3 separate regions of the Cricetulus griseus genome follow, and regions 1 and 2 are each linked to region 3. The links are chromatin contacts, called in public Hi-C maps. All regions are on one chromosome and are shown on one strand. The core of a region is the stretch at or near the end of the contact, and the rest is flanking DNA. Distances in the headings are between cores, read along the strand shown.

Region 1 (2,786 bases), core at 81-2,580, 400 kb before region 3:
TATCCTGCAGCACAGCTATACACTTTCCCTCTCTTCCTCTAAAGGTTCTCTGAAAACTTGCCTGTTAGGGGAATGGTGAACCATGAAGTCACTAACATCTTGGAGAGAAAGTTTTATTGCAGAGGCAAGCTTGCAAAGGGGGTAGGAAGTATAGAAACCAAACGATGAAGAGTCTGTTAAGAAAGTCACAGAAAGGATCCATGGTGAGGTCTTGCTAGGCCTTCCTTGTGGGGGAGGGGAAGCAGTGAACCCCTTCTAAAACAGAAAAGAGGCTAGAGGCATTTTACACTGCCCTGTCCAAGTACCCAAGACACAACTCCACTGCTATGGTCTCCTGTCATACTCCCACCCCAAGCCACCAACGCAGTGTCCACTCCTCACTCTTATTTAGCTTTCTCTGGTCTGCAGTTGCCTCCCTGACAAGGAAGGCCTTGCCTTTCTTACTTAAGAAAAGTCCCCATCCTTCAAAACAGTCAATCACAAGCAAACACACACACACACACACACACACACACACACACACACACACACACACACACACCCCACCCCACCCCCTCCAGAACCATTTCTGGACCCCTCATGGAGACCGAAATATGAAGCTCCTTCCTGAGAACCCCCCTAAAAAACCTGATCTTCGCATTCTCCCCAGCATTTGGCCCTTCCTACTTTGGGTCAGGTCTGGCTCCTCGTTCCCGGTGAGCTCTCCCTGGGGGCAAAGTCTGGCCTCGAGTAACCTACAGTGCTTAAAAACAGTGGGGACTCCAAAACGGCTCACAGAAAAAGGCAATAGGGGTCCTGAACCACTTATCTTAACCAGGGCTCCTCCTTCCAGGAATGACTTCCAGGAAAGCCCGCCTCTGGGTGCCTCGCCAGCCCCGACTGTAAAATGGGAAGACTCTCGAGTCACCGGGTCCCTAGGCCCTTTCCGCTGTGACAACTGGGATTCCGCGAAAGCTCAAAGCAGACGGGTGCGGCCCCGCCCCCTGGGCACCCAGAAAAGCCCGGGCCGGGGGGCTCTCGCGGAGGACGCCCGCAACCCCGCCCCTCCCCCACGCCGTACACCCCGCTTCCCGGCCCCGGAGCCCGCACTTCCGCGGCGAGCAGGGCGGTCCCGCGCTCCCGCCACCGCAGCGGCCCGCCCCGGGGGAAATCGGGGGTTTGAGCGGCGCCCGCGGGCCGAGGCTGCGGGAGGAAGCATTCGCTACTATACCTGGGGGAGGAGGCGGACGGGGCAGCGGCGGCCGCGACGGCTGGAGGCGGAGGCTCGGGCGGAGGAGGAGGTGCCGGGCACTCCCCCCTCCCATTGTCCCGGCCCGCGGCCTGCCGCGGCCCGCTCCGCCCGGCCCGCGCCCTCCCCGTGCCCGGTCCCCGCTGCTGGCCCTTACCTTGCAGCGGCCGGCTCTTTCCCGCCGCTAATGCTACTTATCCCGGGAAAGCTCGGAGCAGGGCCCGGGAGCGAACCCACAGACAAAAAGTGAAACTTCGGCAGGCCGGGAGCGGCTGCTGGTTGGTGCTCTCCCCCTCCTTCCTCCCCACCCCCCTCCCCGCGGTCTCCCGTGCGGTGCCCTGAGCGCTGGAGGCTGACGTCAGGGGCCTGAATTCCTGACTTTGCCTGCACGCATTTGTCCATGTAAGGTATGGGGAGGCGTGTGCCCGCGGGGCCGCTGCAGTAGCCGGGCGGGGAGGGGGCGCGGCGGGCAGCGCCCGCTCGAGGTGGGCGACCCTGGGCAGTGCACTTCCTGGAGGAGGGGACGCGGGGGTGCAGGGAGCTTGGGAAGAGGAAGGGAAAGAGGGATCTGCCTCCACTGGAGGAAGAGGAAGGAGATGCAGGAGGAAGTCGAGAAACCGGCACACTCGGGTCCGCTCTGCAGGCGACAAGTTGGAAGGCTGAGCTTGAGCGAGAAGACCCTGCCATGGAACACCACCCCCACTCCCACTCCCCACCCTCATCGCCCCCCCCACCCCAAGAGCCTCGTCCGGGCCCCGCCCAGAACTCCAGCAGAACTCAGAACTACGGGATGGAAGAGAGCAACTTCGGTTCACTTCACACGTGAGAGCGCCGAAGCTCTCAGGAGCTGGGACCTGACCCAGCTGTACACTGTGCAGATCTAGAAGCAGATCCGATACTCTACTCCCAGCTGGGTTCCTGCCTCCAGGCAGGACCCAAGCTCGGTGCTGTGAGCTCAGACCAAGTTAGACCTGGGCAGATGACTCGACCACCCACTGAAGTGACTAGCCCCAGTTCCTGGAAGGTTGTGGTTGACAAACCTTGAGTAACAATGGCAATCAGGGCCACTTCCTGTCCTTTGTTCAAAGAAATGAACCTTTGGAGTTTAAAATTTGCTTCCCAACCCTGCCCTGGCGGAAAACCAGAAAACTTGCTCAGTTCTTGCAGCTTAAAAAAAGAAAATACACGAACTGGGTGAACTGGTTTGAATAAAGACAGGCCTGTTCTTGGAAGATTGGGGTTGGATTTTTTTTTTTTTTTTTTGGCCTTTGATACTTGTAAAAGTGAGCAAAGATGGGAACCGCATTTACTACGTTAAGAGATGGACTAGGAGGTACTTGTAGGCCCTCTGGCCCGCAGTATTGAAAGCTTTTAATCCCAGCACAAGGGAGGTAGGTCTGTGTGGACCCTGTCACAAACAAAACAACCTCTGATTTTCTCCTTTTGTGTTTCTAGCCTGTCCCTACACAAAAGAAATGCCTCACCTCAGCCCACACTAACAACAACCTCAGCACACCCTAATGGCTTCCCTACCTGTTGCTGCCATCTCAGGTGGGTT
Region 2 (2,700 bases), core at 143-2,642, 500 kb before region 3:
GTATACTGTAGAGCAATTGAGAGGGCTGACATGGTCTCCCCTCTGTGGCTATAAGAAAAGTGTAAATAGGTTTCGAATACCATGTGAAGAAATGTAGAGCACATTCCTACATAACTCAAAACCTGAGCCACTATGTGGATATAATTCGACTGCCAAAAAAAAAAAAAAAAAAAAAAAAAAAAAGGTATCAAATGGGGAAACACAGGCTTAATTCTCCAGTCTTTGGTTTCCAGATTGGGGTAGGAAGTCTCAAAACAGAGAAGAGGGACCTTCAGGAAAATGAGACTTGATTGACTAGAGAGAAGCAAGGAGACAGACACAGAGACAGAAAGAACAAAGGAACCTAAGAAACACTTTAAGAAGAGAACAGAGTTTAAGAGAAAGGCCTGGTTTTCCTAACATGCTGTGTCTTTGTGAGTTCCTGTTAGGGAAAATTAGGAATTGAATTCATAGCTCTACATATTAAAGGATAGAGCTACTCTCTCCACTGTAGGTACCTCACTGAACAGTCAAGCTGTAACCAGCACCAGACATGAACACTGGAAAAGAACCTGAAGGACAAGAGCAAACCCAGGTATGCTGGCACATGCCCACAATGTGACCCTGCACAGTCAGGAGGCTGGAGCAGGAGGGTGACAAACGTGAAGCCACATGAGATTACATAAGGAGCCCTTGTCTTTAACAACAACACAGAAGCAGAGGCAGGGGAAGCCATGGGGGGGGGGGGTAGTTCCTATCTGTCTCTAATCCCAGCACTTGGCAGTCAGGAGCAAGTGGACTGCTACAAATTCAAGGCCAGCCTGGTCTACATGTGTTCCAGGCCAGGCAGAGCCACCGACTTACATTACATAAATTTTTAGGTCCTTTCCAGTCCTTGAATTTGTGGTTCACTTATGAAGAGCAGCAGCACCTCATCTAAAGCCTGGTGCAAAATAAAACTTGGAGAATGATTAGTTCTTTGTTGCCTTAAATAAGTAAAAGTAGGCATGCATGAGTGAACAGTCAGCAAGCAGACCTCCTGAGTGCTATTGTCCAGCAGGGTGCCCAGGATAATTCAGCTGTGAAAGGAAATTGACTGACACATAGCCCTGCAAACCACAGAACTGGTTCATAGCTCACAAGACTCAAGACTAAATACCATCTCCTACCTGCCTCTACTGTGTATACAGCTGAGTGTGTGCCCTCATCCTGCTTCACTAGGAGAGCTGAGCCTTAAACATAAGTAAGGGTAGGTGCCTACAACACAATAATCTGTCCTGCCAACAACTCTATCTGAGGTCATTAGTAAAATGAAGGTAATGTTCCTAAGCCTGCCACCTTATGGACAAGTTACAGGGATCCGATGAATTAATGAGGATGGAAGGGGTTAGTCCACTGTAAAGCGCTTGCAAGGCCTACGTCACATATCTTATTCCCTAAAGGATTAGTCACGGTCAATAAATTATTACTGTTTATATGACTGGTCTTTCCTGTGGTTTTCTCATAATAGCTTCAAGCATTTGTAACCATTAAAATTTATGCTTTTTGCTGAAGCAGAAGATACACAGGTCTCGGTGTCCCTATGTGTCCCTCTGAACTCTCTGAAGAGTCTGCTTCAGAATCCCAGAAATGGTGATTGCTCCTTACCCTTCAGTTCCAGTCCTGGCCCAGAGGCTGCCATGCCACAGTGTTTGTTTCCTCATTTTGTTTACACTCCTACCTCTATAGTACAAAGGGCTTATAGTTTGCTCAATTTAAAGATGGTACCACCCACTCAAGCAAATGGTTACCTGCCACTAGCACCATCAGTTGGAACTAGGCAAAGAAAGGAAGTCAAATGCTACACTGAAGAATCTGCCCTTGGTTTTTACACTGATGCCATCCATGTATACACACAACACAAACGCATGGCTTTGTTTGGGGTCTTTTTGGTGCTAAAGAGAGTAACAGCAATCTGGTGTAAGTTGATCCACTTGGTATTGCAGAGGAGAGCAAGAAGGGACAATATGAGACATAAAGGAACAAATTAGGCACACACTGAGTTATGGCTTTAAGGCTAGAAGAAACTTTCTAGGACTGATCACAGCTTTCCTTGCCAGAGAGAGAAACGAAGATCCCAAAGAATGAAGCATCATGATTCAGAGTGAGTGCTGACAGAGCTTCAGCTGATCAAACATCTCTTATCTCCCCATCTCTCCGGACAAATTCCTCTGCTTACACAGCCTCATCTTTGTCTTCCCCTTCATCCCAGGACCAGGTGGCTGCTCTAGGGAGAGTGAACTGTAACATAGAAATGTAGTTTCTGCAGAGTCCTCAACAAAGAGAAGATGTATTCCTAAGCCACTATGATTTTCTCAGAGCAGTAACTTTCCACAGTTCCTGGGATATACAAGCTTGGGCTAGCAGCTGCCAATGTGATAGTAATAACCACAGGCTGGACAACTGTCAAGGAGCAAAGAAAGTCCCTTTAGCTCATGTGGGAAACATGCTTTGGAAATGGAGAGAGGTCAACTTTGACTATAACCAAAAGAGCAGTAAGTCACAAATGCTTATGATGAGACTATAGCCTTGATAACAACAGACTGCCATATCCACAAGGATGAAGAACATTTGAAATCTTCCATTGTCTCACAGGCAGATAGCCAGTTGACCCTAGGGCCAGGGTTCTACAATTCCATTTCTTCTACATCTTTAGCTGTGATAGCCAGGGACTTCATCCAC
Region 3 (2,700 bases), core at 72-2,571:
CCTCAGGCTGATCCCTTCAACACATACTGAAGAGATTTTTTTTCCCCAACGACCTTGAAACGAACCGGGGGTGGGGGTTGGGGGTAGGAAAAATATGCTCAAGACCTTAAGAAAAAGCAAAACACAAACATGTATTTGGCTTCAGAGAATCTTGTAGCAGACAAGCAAACACGTACCCCCACACACATTTCTAAGATCAAGAAATTTCCTAAGAGTCAACAGTAACAGAAAAAGTAAACCCACCACTTGCTGTCCTGGAAAGAAACAAACCAAACCAAATCCTTCTACACATCTCTTTCAAGTGCAGGAAAACCTCCCTTCAGTAAAAGTCCAAGAGGAAAAGGAAACTACACAAGGGCGGTGTGTGTGTGTGTGTGTGTGTGTGTGTGTGTGTGTGTGTGTGTGTGTGTGTGTGTGTGTGTGTGTGTTGGGGGGGAGTGGAGGTTGAGGTTGTCATAGGTGGCCAAAAAATTTAAGCTTCTGTCAATGGTATTAGGGTTGAAATAATGCATATTTTAAATGCCTGAGCGATTCAAAAGGGAAAGAAAAGAACACAGAGACAATAAAACCAACGGGTGACCGTTCCTACGATTTACATAACACCACAAACTTGCAAAAGGCAAAAATCAGAAGCAAAAAAAAAAAAAAATCCTCTAAATCATCAAAGTACAACAACAACAAAAAAAAGCAATCCCAAGCCACCACCCCAAAAGGAAAATAAAAAAAGCCCTCACCTCCCCCCCACACACACTTTGTCCCAAATAAAAAGAAAACAAATGAACCCACCGAAAACTGCTTGGCAAATATTTTTCTCGTGGTGCCTAATATTCTAGCTGGAAGGAGCTGTGGCATTTATTGTTTTCTCTCTCACTCGCCTCTCTAAACCTGCCTCTTAACATACTTGTTCCAACGGCTCAAATCTCTCGCTCCCTTTTGTGTATTTAGCTCGAGGAGCCGAGTTTATGGGTAGAAGAGGAAGAATTAGCCCCAGACCCCGGGAAAGCGAAGCGCACTCCCCCTCTTATGTCACCGAATAGCAAATTAGTTCTCAGAATTCCAGAGGCCGAGCTTTGCTACAGCGAAGACGGCGACGTCACGGAGGAGGAGCCCACGTGACGGCGGCGGAGCGGGCCGTTCCATCGGCGGCTGGGGGCAGGGAGGGTCGCCTGCTAGTCGCGCTCGCCCGTTGTGGGACCCTCGGTATTCCGGGCGGCGGTGCTGCGGGAAGCTCTATCGGCACCGGATGGTGGCCAGCGGCGTGGCTCCGAGGCCGTGTGCCGGCCAGGAGGGCGCCGAGGGTCTAGCCGCCGCCACCGAGTCCTCCCCTGCTGCGGAGCAGTGGTAAAGCCCGCAGCTCAAATTCCGAGAATTGAGCTCTGTTGATTCTTAGAACTGGGGTTCTTAGAAGTGGTGATGCAAGAAGTTTCTAGGAAAGGCCGGACACCAGGTGATTATTGCTGTTGCTGCCGCCGCCGCTGCCGCTGCCGCCGCCGCCGCTGTTGCCGCTGGTGCCGCTGCCGCCGCCGCTGCTCATGATCATGATTTTACCTTTTAATTCTTTTTTTTTCCGCTTTTGCCAAATGCTTTGGCTCCAAGTTTCCTATGTGTATCTATTGATATAAATGTATCTATTTATTGATTCTAGCTGTCAGGTGTTAAAATAAATGCCGAAGATCAGCCCCACGTCTCTCCCACTGTAGGATCTAGCTTTACGCATACGTATTCTTCTTTTTTTGCTGTCTTGGAGCGCCTCGGCCGCCTCGGGGAGGCTGTGCCGCCCTGCCCGGTGTTGTTTCGGTGTTTGGAGACGCTGGGGCGCGGGGCGGCGGGCGCTGGGCTGCGCGGCCTGGGAGGGCGGACCGCGGCGGCCCCGCTGGCTTCGCGCGGCTTGGCTTGCTTTCTCTGCTCGCTTGCAAACTGCCTTCCCCGCCGCTGCCTCCCTCCCCGCTCAGTTCTCCCGGTGCCCGCGTTGGCGGCCGGCCACCGGCCCCGGCCCCGCACAGTCCCTTGCCTTGCAGCCGAGCCGGGAGTCGGCATGGGGGGGAATGCAAGCCAACTCCTCGGCTGGTTGTTTTATTTTCCCTTTTCTTTTTGGTCATAAAGCCAGATGAAGTAGCGTGTCTGCAGTTTCCTTTGAGAGCCGTGATCTTCCCAAGGAGAGACAAGAGTGTTTGGGGGAGGCTTCGCTTGCACGGGGGGGCAGGGATGTTGAATACTTTGAAAATTATTCTTTCTTGGTTGTGAGTCGAGGCAGTCGGGAACCCGGGTGCGCTCGGTCTGCCCAGCCCGAGGAAGGAGGCTTGAAGGCGGGACAGGGATTTTGGGGGGTGGGCGGGAGAGGGGTGCGCGGTTTTTTTGCACCTGCGGCGCTTTCAGCGTGCGGGACCCGGGGGATCTTAGCCAGCCAGCCCAGAGCTCCGGGGAGGTGGCGGGATTTCTGGCGGCCGCGGTGTTTGTATTTTGGGTGCTGCGTGACTGTGTTGGCTCTCAGCGGTAGTTCCCCTCCCTTTCCTAAATTTAATTTCATTTTTCCCCCTTGGTGCAAGCTGTGTAAAAAGGCAGCTATGGGCCTGGGTTATAGCGGATTCCAAGCTTCAGATTCCCAAGGTCCTTCTTTTGGGCGAAGGAATTAAAACAGAGCCCCAGTCCGCGTTCCCGATGTGAAAGACCAGAGAGGGAAGAAGGGCACTGTGTGACTCT

What was found. Hi-C and Micro-C count contacts between places; a contact is called where the count stands out from the background.
Region 1: a contact with region 3 is called in a Hi-C map of the CHO-K1 cell line, with 12 times the contacts expected there. The contact joins the promoter of Lpp here to the promoter of Bcl6 in region 3. A contact is called at or near these places in 3 of 8 Hi-C or Micro-C datasets (the CHL-YN cell line, the CHO-K1 cell line and fibroblasts).
Region 2: a contact with region 3 is called in a Hi-C map of fibroblasts, with 11 times the contacts expected there. The contact joins the enhancer-like site here to the promoter of Bcl6 in region 3. A contact is called at or near these places in 2 of 8 Hi-C or Micro-C datasets (the CHO-K1 cell line and fibroblasts).

The regions. Positions count from the first base shown.
Region 1 is chr4:64,573,854-64,576,639 of CriGri-PICRH-1.0, forward strand. Lpp (lipoma-preferred partner) reads right to left here and starts at 1,331. Exons shown (of 14, transcript XM_035444681.1): 1 at 1,211-1,331. LOC118238798 (a long non-coding RNA gene) reads left to right here and starts at 1,141. Exons shown (of 3, transcript XR_004769960.1): 1 at 1,141-2,050; 2 at 2,684-2,779.
Region 2 is chr4:64,469,584-64,472,283 of CriGri-PICRH-1.0, forward strand. All of the region lies in intron 4 of Lpp (lipoma-preferred partner), which reads right to left. Among named protein-coding and RNA genes, the nearest start is that of Lpp, 100 kb to the right of the region's middle. Within about 2 kb of position 1,393, at least 2 of the 6 cell types and tissues checked have open chromatin away from gene starts, as enhancers often do. A contact at or near this core is called in the CHO-K1 cell line and fibroblasts, where this site is marked.
Region 3 is chr4:64,972,712-64,975,411 of CriGri-PICRH-1.0, forward strand. It overlaps Bcl6 (B-cell lymphoma 6 protein), which reads left to right and starts at 1,322. Exons shown (of 10, transcript XM_027412960.2): 1 at 1,322-1,447. LOC107977773 (a long non-coding RNA gene) reads right to left here and starts at 1,102. Exons shown (of 4, transcript XR_004769969.1): 1 at 787-1,102.